Regions from separate parts of the Zea mays genome. Here region 2 is linked to region 1. A link is a contact called in public Hi-C data. All regions are on one chromosome and are shown on one strand. Each heading gives the region's core, a stretch centred on a gene start, on an enhancer-like site or on the middle of the called end of the contact. The rest is flanking DNA. Distances are from core to core; before and after follow the strand shown.

Evidence for each region. Hi-C and Micro-C count contacts between places; a contact is called where the count stands out from the background.
Region 2: a contact with region 1 is called in a Hi-C map of tassel, with 2.6 times the contacts expected there. The contact joins the promoter of LOC100304353 here to the promoter of LOC100126542 in region 1. A contact is called at or near these places in 3 of 25 Hi-C or Micro-C datasets (ear, leaf and tassel).

The regions. Positions count from the first base shown.
Region 1 is chr1:174,735,809-174,742,086 of Zm-B73-REFERENCE-NAM-5.0, reverse strand. It overlaps LOC100126542 (H+-translocating pyrophosphatase), which reads left to right and starts at 3,500. Exons shown (of 14, transcript NM_001112597.1): 1 at 3,500-3,804; 2 at 4,970-5,173; 3 at 5,422-5,573; 4 at 5,686-5,833; 5 at 5,915-6,047; 6 at 6,207-6,278. The coding sequence starts at 3,715.
Region 2 is chr1:174,882,074-174,888,351 of Zm-B73-REFERENCE-NAM-5.0, reverse strand. It overlaps LOC100304353, which reads left to right and starts at 2,650. Exons shown (of 1, transcript XM_020546530.2): 1 at 2,650-4,716. The coding sequence starts at 3,166. The coding sequence ends at 3,666. It overlaps LOC103645055 (protein ROOT HAIR DEFECTIVE 3 homolog 1), which reads right to left. Exons shown (of 22, transcript XM_020546527.3): 6 at 6,136-6,201; 7 at 5,964-6,011; 8 at 5,813-5,875; 9 at 5,678-5,734; 10 at 5,391-5,549; 11 at 2,353-2,421; 12 at 2,184-2,275; 13 at 402-480; 14 at 1-152.

The DNA.
Region 1 (6,278 bases), core at 2,251-4,750:
ATGGCACTGGGGTTGCCAAGTCCGGAGAAATCCCAACAGAAGCTGGGCTCGGCGTCTTCCTCGGATCCAGAGGGCCCGTAGGTCGAGACGTCCGTCAGCCGGTCCCAAGGTGACCGCATACGAAACCCCAGAGGGTTCGAACTCGCCTCTACGAGAGCATCCGCCAAAGCGAGGCCGCTTGGCGGGTCGAGGCTGAATTCGAAAGGCGCGAGATGGGAATCGGTCGATATCTCTTGGTCGACGGGCGGTGATGAAGTCACGTCGGGGACTGACTGCACCGTCGTCTCAGGTACGAGGGTGACGTCCAGCAAGCCTTTCACGAGTGTGCCGCCGTCGTCCGTTTGCTCGGAGTTGGCGTGTCGCGGGGAAACGGCGCTCGCCTTCGTCTCAAACGCGAGGTCGATGCCCGACGCGCCCCCCGTTGGGGCGCTGGGGCCGTCGACTCGCTCGACAGTCGATGAGGCGCTGCCTCCCGCTTGGCCTTGGTTGCCCCGCCTCCTCCTCCGTTGGCGGGGGAGAGGACGGGGCAAGCTCGAATGTTGTTCTTCCACCACACGGGGAAGACATCGTCGATTCCACCGCCGGCGGGCGGGCTGTCGGCCGCCATTGTCGCTGTCGTCCGGCGGTGGAAGGAGTATCATGTCGTAGCCGCCGTCGAGGGACATGAACTCAAGGCTCCCAAAACGGAGCACCGTCCCGGGTCGGAGAGGTTGCTGGAGACTGCCCATCTGGAGCTTGACGGGAAGCTGTTCGTCAACACGCAGCAGGCCCCTACCTGACGCGCCAACTGTCGGCGTTTCGAGACCGGGGGGTCCCTAAGCCGACGAGTGAAATGTCGCCGCGTGCCCCAGCCCAGATGGGTCGGCGCGAGGCCGAGCGCGAAGGGGGGAAGTGAGGTGGCCGGAGATGGGCGTGAGAGAGGTGGGAATCCCGCGGCCTTCGTGTTCGTCCCGCGCCCAGGTCGGGTGCGCTTGCAGTAGGGGGTTACAAGCGTCCACACGGGAGAGGGAGCGAGCGGCCTCACGCGAGCGCCTGTCTCGTCCTCGTCCCCGCGCGGCCAACCCTCTCTAAGAGGGTCCTGGTCCTTCCTTTTATAGGCGTAAGGAGAGGATCCAGGTGTACAATGGGGCTGTAGCGGAGTGCTACGTGTCTAGCGGAGGAGAGCTAGCGCCCTAAGTACATGCCGTTGTGGCAGCCGGAGAGATTTTGGCACCCAGCTGGTGTGATGTCATGGCCGTCGGAGGAGCGCTGGAGCCTGGCGGAGGGACAGCTGTCGGAGCTGTTGAGTCCTTGCTGACGTCCTCTTGCTTCCGTAAGGGGGCTGAGAGCCGCCGTCGTCACAGAGTATGCAGGGCGCCATCATTGCCTATCTGGCGGAGCGAGCCAGATGGGACGCCGGTCTTGTTCCCCGTGGCCCGAGTCAGCTTGGGGCAGGGTGATGATGGCGCCTCCTGTTGACGTGGCAGGTCTGCGCCCTAGGTTGGGCGATGTGGAAGCTCCTCCGAAGCCGAGGTCGAGTCCGTCTTCCGTGGCCGAGGTCGAGTCCGAGCCCCTAGGTCGGGCGAGACGGAGACCGTTGGCTGAGGCCAGGGCGGAGTCCGAGCCCTGGGGTCGGGCGAAGCGGAGTTCGTCGTCTTCTGGGGCTGAGCCCAAGTCCGAGCCCTGGGTCGGGCGAAGTGGAGTTCGTCGTCTTCTGGGGCTGAGCCCAAGTCCGAGCCCTGGGTCGGGCGGAGCGGAGTTCGCTGTCTTCCGGGACTAGCCCGAGTCCAAGCCCTGGGTCGGGCGGAGCGGAGTTCGCCGTCTTCCGGGACTTAGCCCGAGTCCGAGCCCTGGGTCGGGCGGAGCGGAGCTCCCTATGGTGCCTGCGGCCGGGCCTGACTGCCTGTCAGCCTCACTCTGTCAAGTGGCACCGCAGTCGGAGCGGCGCAGGCGACGCTGTCTTTCTGTCAGGCCGGTCATTGGAGCGGCGAAGTGACGGCGGTCACTTCGGCTCTGTCGGCTGAAGAGCGCGCGTCAGGATAAAGGCGTCAGGCTGCCTTTGCATTAAATGCTCCTGCGATTTGGTCGGTCGGCGCGACGATTTGGTCAGGGTTGCTTCTTGGCGAAGACAGGGCCTCGGGCGAGCCGGAAATACGTTAGCCGCTGGAGGGGGGCCTCGGGCGAGGCGGAGATCCTCCGGGGTCGGCTGCCCTTGTCCGAGGCTAGGCTCGGGCGAGGCGTGATCGCGTCCTTTGAATGGATCGATCCCTGACTTAATCGCACCCATCAGGCCTTTGCAGCTTTATGCTGATGGGGGTTACCAGCTGAGAATTAGGAGCCTTAAGGGTACCTCTAATTATGGTCCCCGACAAAATGTTTGATAGAAAAGCAAGATTTTGGCGATAGACTAGGAGGCAAAAGGAAATTTTATTTTCCTGGACAAGGAAAAGAGGGAGATATTTGTTGGGCTTAGTGGGCTGTGCACTACTCGGAATGTGATCCTAACGCGGGCCGGGGAGACTCCACTCCACGTCTGTGTCCTCTTCATCGCAACTGCCTCTGCCTGCTTTCGTTTCTGTTTGTTTGTGTGTCGGAGAACCTCCCGGCTCCCCGCAGTCCCCCTGGCCTCGCAGATCCGCGGCCTGCTTCGTTGCTGCCTTGCCAGCAAGCAGCCGCGCTCATCCTCGCGGACGCCAGCGGCGGGGCAGCCCCCTCTCCTGTGATCCACTCCGGCGCCCGTGGCCGCGGTTGCTCCCGTAGGTGCCGCCGCCTCCTCCTCCCCCTCTTCATCCTCCTCCCAGATCTATCCCCGTGCCCGCGGCACCTGCCGGCGTCGTGAAATCAAGTGGTGAGAACCCGCCCTGCTCCCTCCCCCGTAGTTACGCCAGGCGTGTCTCGCTCTAGAGTAGAGTCTAGACATTGAACTATCTCGGTCTGCTGTTGTTTCTCTATTCCAGTGGTTACAAACAGAGGATGTTTTATATTTTTTACAGCACTTGGTTCTGAACTTAGAATCGCTACTTGCCCGAAAATTACTCCTCACCTGACACTAGTCCTGGTAGCAGAAATGATGTTATGGCAACATTTCTGCTGGATGTTTAAGTTTAACTGTGTAAACTCTCAGAGAAGTTACCGGTTATTTGTTAATCTCCACCCAGCTAAGTCTTCCAGCTAGGCTGCTACTGCCATTGTCACAATTTTAATAACGTGACTTATTCAATATTGTTTAAAAAAATACTGAAACATATCTGCATATTGACTATTTTTGGGAAATGACATACCCTTGTATGAGTGTATCTGTACCTGTGCTACATAGATTGCAGGTGTGTCAAATGAAGATTATACTTTCGAATTGTCCTTATTATAGAAGGTGTCTGGGTAACCTGCTGCTGTAATTTATTTTATTCTAACCAGAGTTCATGTTTTTGGCGATAATTGTACCTTGTGCCTGTTTATCGTACTTCTTTAGAACATTAGAACATTTCACTATACCTAGCTTCATGGTAATGTCATCTTGTAGGCTTGACGGCAAAAGGACCCTTTCAATCAAAGAGAATTTGGTCGCTGAGGCTGGAAAAAATCTGGATGTGTTTAACTTTTAGGGCTTACTATTTTTGAGAGGTGGTCTGACATAGACTATCCACAATTCAGCGCCAGGTCTCAGGGAGCGACCTACCCCAAGGTGGGGAGTTCGTTCCTTTTCCAGTAACGAGGAGGGCAAACTCATATTCCATCATGATGGAAGAGGACATGGAAAATGGAAGGTCGTATCAAGAAAGACCAAGGACTTTTTCAACAGTACGAAGCAAGTCATCTATCCCGCTGGTACGGGCTTTCGCTAATCTTTCTCCACCTTCGAAAAATACATAACTGACCTTTCTGACTACTTTGAAAAGGACCAATTTAGCTTCACTTCATATTCCATGCGCTCACTTTGTGTATGTATTTCTTTCTTGTGTGTTAGTATGTGCAAGTACATGGAATTTGTCCTAAAACATAGCTGTGTGAAGTGTCCCTGTTTTTGCTGATATATATCGACACTACTTATTTTAGGTGGGAAAGAAATATACACACTGTTCATTCATTTATCTTTTACCATTAGTCCAATTGGATATGCCTATTGACAGATCAACGTGTACACTAAAGAACAATTCAGCACACTGGATATTATACATTTATTTTCCATCTTTCTTTGTTTTATCTATATATTTATACTTAAGAATTTATACATAACCAGTTAGATGTCCGTGCATTACTACGGTTTTCATATAACACATGGGTAGATTTTGTTTTAATAAAACACAAAAATATGTGTGTTCTGTTGGTTAGGTGGGTGTAAATATGGAGCCAACAACCAAGGTTCGAACCCCCCACTTCTGCACAATTTTATCTTTTTTTGCATAAAGCGAGAAGGGGAAGGATGACACACGACGACCGTGGAATCGTGGAAACTGGTGCTTTATATAGTAGGGATTTATCTTATTTTTGCATAAAGCGAGAAGGGGAAGGATGACACACGACGATCGTGGAACCGTGGAAACTAGTGCTTTTATATAGTAGAGATAGAGAAGTAGCCAAATAAAGTTATTGTTGTCCTAGGTTCGATGCAGCCTCTGCAAAAATTCAGGGGTACAGACTCCACTTATGGGGCCGCCAACACTGGGTCTGTCTTTTTTTTTGCTCATCAACACTGGCAACAAAGTCTTTTAGATTTTGGTCATACCTATTAAATAATTTTTTTTAGTCACAAGTCAGGTAGGTTAAAAAGTTATCCTCATTTTCTTATATTCCAAAAATGATCATTCAGCTAAAAGAACTGGGCAGTGGCTACTTTAACACTCTATATTCCATGTCACAAAATTTGATAAATGAAAAAAATCTTGAAGTTCAAATTTCTGCTGATTGATTGGCATACATTTTTTAACATGTTATGAGCAACTGTCAGATATTTTATGTTTGTTTCTTATTTTGTTTGTTTTTGTTGCTACAGGCCTTACGTTTGTTGATGAGGATAAATCCCCGTGCCTTGATTATTCTTTCTCTTTTGGTATTCAGTGGTGTGCTATATGTGGGAGCCAGTACATCACCAATTGTGGTCTTTGTGTTCTGTATATGTACTCTCAGTCTATTCTTCTCTCTCTACCTTACAAAGTGGGTTCTTGCTAAGGACGAAGGACCACCAGAAATGTCTGAGGTATAAAAACTGTTTCAATTCAGATCAGTGATAATGTGATATGCATTCATGTTCTGCATCTTCAATGCTTCACTTCTTGTCACATGCCGTTTCTGTGTTTAGAAAGCTCTGTATGCTAATGTTGCTGTCTTGCTATGCATATTCTGCTTCAATTGCTTGTCTCTAAATTGTGCTAGTATTTCATTGGGGTTTTGACCTACCAGAGTAGTGTTCTAGCGTGATTTGGTTTTGTGCCTTCTCTTGTTCAGATATCTGATGCCATAAGAGATGGTGCTGAAGGGTTTTTTAAGACACAATATGGAACTATTTCTAAAATGGCATTTATTCTGGCCTTTGTCATCCTTGGCATTTATCTCTTTCGCACTACTACCCCACAGCAGGAGGCGTCTGGCTTGGGAAGGTGTTTTTTCTGCCATGATCTGTAACCTTATTTGTACTTATATATATATATATGTTTATTAGTTGTTGCCAACTTGCCATGTTGACATCTCATGAATATAATGACTACACAGGGCAACACTAGCCTATATTACAGTTGCTTCTTTTCTTCTTGGAGCATTATGTTCTGGAATAGCTGGCTTTGTTGGAATGTGGGTGTCTGTGCGTGCAAATGTACGAGTTTCAAGTGCTGCTCGGCGCTCTGCAAGGGAAGCATTGCAGGTTTGGATTTCGTTCCTGGACGCACTTGGCATTTGCCCTTCTACAATAGAATTTCAAATCATGTCTGTTTTCTCAAAACAGATTGCTGTCCGTGCTGGTGGTTTCTCAGCCATCGTAGTTGTTTGCATGGCTGTATTTGGCGTGGCAATATTGTACTCAACATTTTATGTTTGGCTTGGAGTAGATTCACCTGGGTCAATGAAGGTTACTGACTGTAAGTTTCTTGTACACAGTACACCTGAAAACACACTAGATTAGAATCCAACTTGTCCATGAATTATCCACTTATTTTCTTGTAATTGTAGATTGCAATACCATTTTGTTAAGTGAAATGAATAATATTCTGTTGTCGATTCATATGGTTTTTGTGTAGTGCCTCTTCTCCTTGTGGGATATGGTTTTGGTGCCTCTTTTGTTGCCCTTTTTGCTCAGTTGGGTGGTGGAA
Region 2 (6,278 bases), core at 1,401-3,900, 150 kb before region 1:
TCAAATTCTTTGAGAGAGCATTCAGTATTGTCTCGAGCAGATACTGCGAATCCTTTTCCACTCTCCAAAGATGAATTAAGACCAGTTTTAAATTTTTCTAGAGCCTTCACACGCAGATGAGTCAACATTTTCTGGAATGCAGGTTGGACAAGCTGCAACAAATTTTAGATTAAATTAGAGGGATAACAGCAAATGGCACTGCAAGAAATATAATGAAACAAAACTACTTATGGATAAGAAAGATTTCAGCATGCACTCTTTAATACCAGAAGTACTTTTCAAAGGACTTCAGCAGCTCAGAAATTTTAATTCACAAGGCCTATAGTACTTTCAGTTAAAAAAGCATAAGATATACTAATCTTGAGCAACAAAATAATAATAAATGTACAAGAAGGCCTTACATTCAGTATTCTGGACTCCAAATGCTGTCGTTTTCCTTTCCTTACAGCTTCATCAAAATAGACAGCTTCTTTGTCATACCTAAAAAATTAAGATTCACAACTCTAAGTTCTATTCATGAGCACAAGTTTCCCGTCATTTCTAAATTATTGGAATGGGAAACCCCTTGATGTATTGCATAGGGAAGGTTACATATATATAGAGACTTAACCCTAACTTTAATGGGCCAACAGCCCAACAGTGGTGCCGACCAACACACAGACACGGTCTAAGTCTAACATTCCCCCGCAGTCGCAACGGCCAACGGGGGCACTGCACACGATGATAATAGAGTAGAAGCCGAAGGTAGGAGACGACGGGTTAAACCCCCCCCCCCCCCCCCACACGCAGTAGCAACGTCGTTAGGGTGCGAATATTGCGGTTGGAGTAGAGACCGTCGTGGACTCTGAGAAGACGATAGCCCGTGGATGATGAGGTAGCCGAAGTCGAGGTGGTCATGGTTAGGATACACGCAGCAGTAGCCTGTTCTTCGGGAGGAGGCGACGTTCGAGCGTCAATGGTCGACAGGGCGACACAACAAAAGAGCACCAGCAGGCAGCATACCGACCTTCTTGCTTCTTCGATCGTCCGGACGTCGAGGGGCCCTGCTAGGGAGGCCGACGACAGTGCACGCGTCTGCGCTGGTCATGGTGGCCGCGCCCGCGGCAGAATAGAAGGGATAACAGTTGATCCGGCCGGGAAGGCCACGACAGCGACGGATCCAGCTACGGCGATTCGGCTAAAGGGACAACGAATCTAGCCGAGAAGGCCGCAACAACGGTGAATCCGGCCGGGAAGGCCGCGACAGCGACGGATCCAGCGAAAGCGATGGGAGAAGCTCGAAGTGGAAGGCGCTGATGCGGCGTTAGCGCGGGCAGTTAGGAGGTGGCCAGCGCGATGATGAGGGGCTGCACGGGAGGGGAGCTTGGCTGCGCAGGAGGGAGAGGTGCCGCGCCGGTGGAGGAAGGGTTGGCCGCCATTGGGGATGGGAGCGCCCGCGAGGCTGCGGCGGCTGTTGCTCCCCTACATCCCGCGGCGGCTGCTGCACGCGTGCCCACGTGGCCACGCCACCGATGAGGAAGGGGAAGGGGCAGGGTCTGGAATGGCAAAGCCCTTAATGTATTGTATAGAAGAAGGTTACATATATATAGAGACTTAACCTTGTGTGTTTGATGGGATAAGACCTAGTGTTTTGATGGTGATCCGAGAAATTGAGGAGTGCAGCTTGTGGTGTCTTGCTGGAAATTCAGAGCTTTGCACGCTGCACGCCAAGATGGGGAACACTTAAGTTGTCTTTCTTAGTATTTTGGTCATATACCTAGAGTGTGCGTGGCATGTTTAATTGGAAGTGTTGGGTTCTGGTCCCTAGGGCCTTTGTTTGTTTATATTTTTCTTCTCCCTTAATGAAATGACACACTGTTCTCCTGCGTCGTTCTAAAAAAACATGTAAGTATTTTTAAATGTGGATTTAATAAAAACAGATAGATATAGTAGTATTAATGTAATAAGCATGTGTTCACTTTCTGTTGAATACAGTTCAGACAGAAAAATTGGTTGTTTAGAAAATTTTCTTATAAGTGCAAGGGTTATTGGCAGATGTATAGAACATAAAAGGCATACACCGTTATTGGCAGATGTATAGAACATAAAAGGCATACACCTGATAGCTTGTAAAGTTGGAAGGACTGGTAATCACGTTGTACAACCATAAGGCTGTCAATGACTCAAATCACTCAAGGGCTTACTCTTGCAAGTGAACGTCGACGATATTGCCAAGTTTTTTTCCAAAACCAGGTACTGGACCAGATTGGACAGCACTCTCCACATCCAACCATTCCTAAAGAAAATAAAACACATTAGTAAAACCCAAAACCTGTACAAAAGTTGAATGGTCATGAACTAGCAAAATCTTACTGTGTCTGAGGTTATGCATCCAAACTTCTCGTTTGCAATTTCATCACATCGAACTGTAGCAACCATTACCTTGCATGGTAAAGCAAATGGAAGTAAATCATGAATAAAAGGGGTTGAGTATTTTATTTTAAAAATTTGTAATACTCCCTTCGCAAATATATGACGCAATTGGCTTTTTCCAACACTTTAATCATTCGTCTTATTAAAAAAACATGAGTTGTCATTTATTTTGTTGTGATTTGTTTTATCACTTTATGATATTCTAAGACTGGTGGAGTAGAGTTGAATGTCAAGTGCCAAAAATTCAGAGAAAATGTTTTAATACGATGGTAATCCTAGTAGCATGGTGGCTCTGGAAACATCGAAATACATTCATGAGGATGCAGCTCTGTGGGGAATGGCTGGAGCTAGAGCCCTTAGAAGTCTTTGGTCTTAAGCTGTTGGCCTTGGACCACTAATGGGTTATAGATGAGTCTTTTGATGTTTTTGTTTTTCTACTTCTGTAAGGAGGTTTTTGTATTTGGTCTCTTCCCAGACCCTTACTCTTTTCTTCTTAATATATTGATAATGCAACTCTTTCGCGAAATAAAGTCACGGGGTAGAGAAGGCTGCAGCTCCCCCGCGTGGGCGACTCGAGCGGCAAAACCCTAGCCGCTACCGCCCCACTGCCCCTTCTCTCTGTCTCACGGCTGCCAGAGGGGTTGGCCGGCATGCCCGCCGGGCCCCCAGGATGGTGGCGGCGACGCATCCGCCCAGTTGGCGTCGCGAGCGCCCAGATCCACGCGGGAGGGAACTCGTGGCCGGGGCGTGGTCATGGTGTTCGTGGCGGTGCCGTGCGCTCGCGTGGGCGTTGCAGGTAGAGGCGCGGTGGCGGTGGTGCAACGGCCCACTGACGGCGTGCACGTGGAAGCTCACCGTGTCGACGAAGTTGGGGGTGAGGAGTGCGACGCCGACCCGAAGCATCACAGGCCGGGAGAGCAACCGCCTCCCACCCGCCGGTCGTCCTCGGCCTCGTTCGCTACCTTCTTCGCGCTGCACGGTCGGTGGCTGCACCGTGCTGCCCGCCGGGGCGCGAGCTGGCGCCGATCGGCAGATGCAGCAACATGTCGTTCAGCTGGCTCTTTGAGCGGCCGTTGTGGCCCTCTTGCGCGGAGCTCCTGGCGGCTCGGGGAGGAGGTGCAGCGACCGTACCTGCACGGCGGTCATCTCCTCGTGGCGGGGGTGAGACCCTCGCAGTGGCCGCGAGTGCCAGGCCGGCGACGACTGCCGGCATCGGCTTCGGCGCGTGATAGCATGACGCACACGGCAAGGTGAAATCGAGCTCCGTGTGCCCTGCTAGAGGGGGTGGCGACCGACGCAGCTTTGAGGCTGTTGCGGTAGCCGATGCGTCGAGCCGTCGATGCCCCTCTAGAAGGGTTTGTGCGGGATCGCAGGGCAGCTACGACGACAAAGACAACTTGCTATGGCCCAGCTTCTTGACCTCACGATGTGTTGGGAGACATCTTGGGCGAAAGTCTCGGCGACGGTGATGTCCGTGGCGCTTCTCTTGTCGAGGGTGTCACATTCCCCAGCATCGTTTTTTTTGGGCGAAAGCTCAATCCATCTCGGACAGGCGATGGAGGTGTCCCCGACGTCATTCCCTTCCTAAAGGCGTCACTATTGAAATTCGTCTTGACCACGACGTCGCATTTAGTTGATGCTTTCGCTTCTCGATGCCCGATATGCGGGTAGAGGAAGGGACTTGCAACGTGAGGTCGGAGCTGCTACGTTAGAGGATGTGACTCGACAATGATGACATGAAGCAAAACCCTCCCTCCTTCGTGGACTGGTTTGCTTTGGAGGTTGGGCATATGTCGGGGGCGGGGCGCCAGATCAAGATTGGAAGTCGGAGCTGCTCCTTGGTTTGAGCTCAACAATGATGGCCTGTTGTGACCTTTCGCTTCGGGCCGCCTGCCTGTTTTCGTTTGGATCATCTAAGATTTGCCATGGTAAGTCAGAGTCGCTGGCTACTTTACAACCATGCTTGGCAATGATAACTCATGGCAGCTTTAGGTGCTCTTCTGCATTGCGTTGGTGGGTTTGCCCTTCGTGGTCTTGTTAGTTTTGGTTGTAGGAGTTGGTTTGTGGTCTGGTGCATGAAGTCGGAGCTGCTAAGCCTCGGTGCTAAGCTCGACAACGATGACTTGAGCCAGGCTTTAGAACTGCTGACGAGGTGAGTGGAGTAGAGCAAAAGTGTTGTGTGGTCATCTGTTGATGTCCCAATCCAACCAGCCCACTTTTGTTGTTTCTAGTTGGTTCGAGTGTTGTGTGGCACATGTTGATGTTCCAATCCAACCATACGCTGTTGTTTGGTCGTTTTGCCTAGTCTGGGTCTCTTCTTCTTTTTAATATAATCGGCATCTCTGCCTAGTTCGTTAAAAAAAAAACAAACGATTAACCATCTGTTGGTTAGATGCGTCTTAACAAGGCACTTCTGGTTTATCCTTCTCCAGCGATTGGGGCTAGTGGCTCTCTCCCCACAGCCCGATGAGGTCTCCTCTTTTTACTTCTTGAATGGTGGCGGCGAGCGTCCATCTTAGTTCCTAACACTCTTCAAAAGGGTTTGAACACCCTAAACACAAGAATGAGTGTGTCTTCAACAGAATTTCCCCTCGCCTATCTACGGTGTTGAGTTTGGCTGGTGACGAAATCTAAAACCATGGTGTAGCAAGAGTCAAGGGCCTATGTTCACTCGTTGCGCCAAGTGAAGAGGTCGAATGGGAATAATGCTCAATTTGTGTTGGCCGCTGTTCTAATGTTTACCCGATTGTATGTAATTTAAACCACCCCTCCCCTTTTTATTGTTTGTGAGGTGTTTATTTTGCCTGTGTTTGCTCTATCCTTCTATTATTGAATAATGCGTACCTCTCCTGCGTTTTCGAGAAAAAAAATTCGTACCTCTCCTGCGTTTTCGAGAAAAAAAATTCTAGAGGACCCCTTCAAAGTGAATTGGTGTAGCGATCTAGCATGGGTCTTATGCAAGCAGGAAAGAGAGGTACCTTGTGAGCAGGAAGATCAAGATCCTTGTTCTCTCGGATAACTTTCCAAATCTGTTGTGAACTAAACAAAAAACCTGAAGCAGGAACTACTCCTCTTCTATCACCTGCAAGACCTCCTGGTGCAATTGAATTTGAAAATCTCTGCCTAAGTTGTTGAACCTGTTCAAGGTAAAAGTAAGGTTCTTGAAAATAATTATTCATTACAAATAGAAACATTTTGCATTACTTTCCCTACAAAAAAAATCTACACAGTACGAGTTTAAACTTTCAAATGATCTTTGAAGTACCTGTTCCCTAAACTGGTCCTCTTTTTCCTCAAAACTGGACAATGCAGTAACTTGCACCTTCACATTGACAAATGACGTTCTAGTAAAAGCATAATCTTATTTTTAAAGATTGTACGACAAAAATATATAGCTTACATTGAAGAATTCATTGATAGGGGTGTCTTTGTGTGCCTCTGGCTTGGCAACAGAGTTCCATATCTGATCAAATCTGTGACAATATTAGAACTAGAGGAAGCCAACAAGCTAGTAAACAAAGATGAATGAATGAAAGAAAGGATGCCATCACCTTTTGTATATCCTCCCTTAGAACTGGTTCTAGATGTTCAAGTGGAGTCTACATAAAAACAATCATGTGCCTGAGATTAGCTAAAAAGCGGAAAAAATATTGTACTCTGAATATATTTCATATTTTTGGATGAATTAATTCAAGAATGCAATGCAACAAAAGAGAGGCAAACCCTGGTTTTATCACGTATAACAAATAGCAGTGTTGTCTTCCGAGGACTAAACAAACGCATCATGACCTACAAACTCAGATGTCCAAGTAACACATCAGATGATCAGGACTATGTATATCAGCTGTGCATAAAGGTAGCCTGGA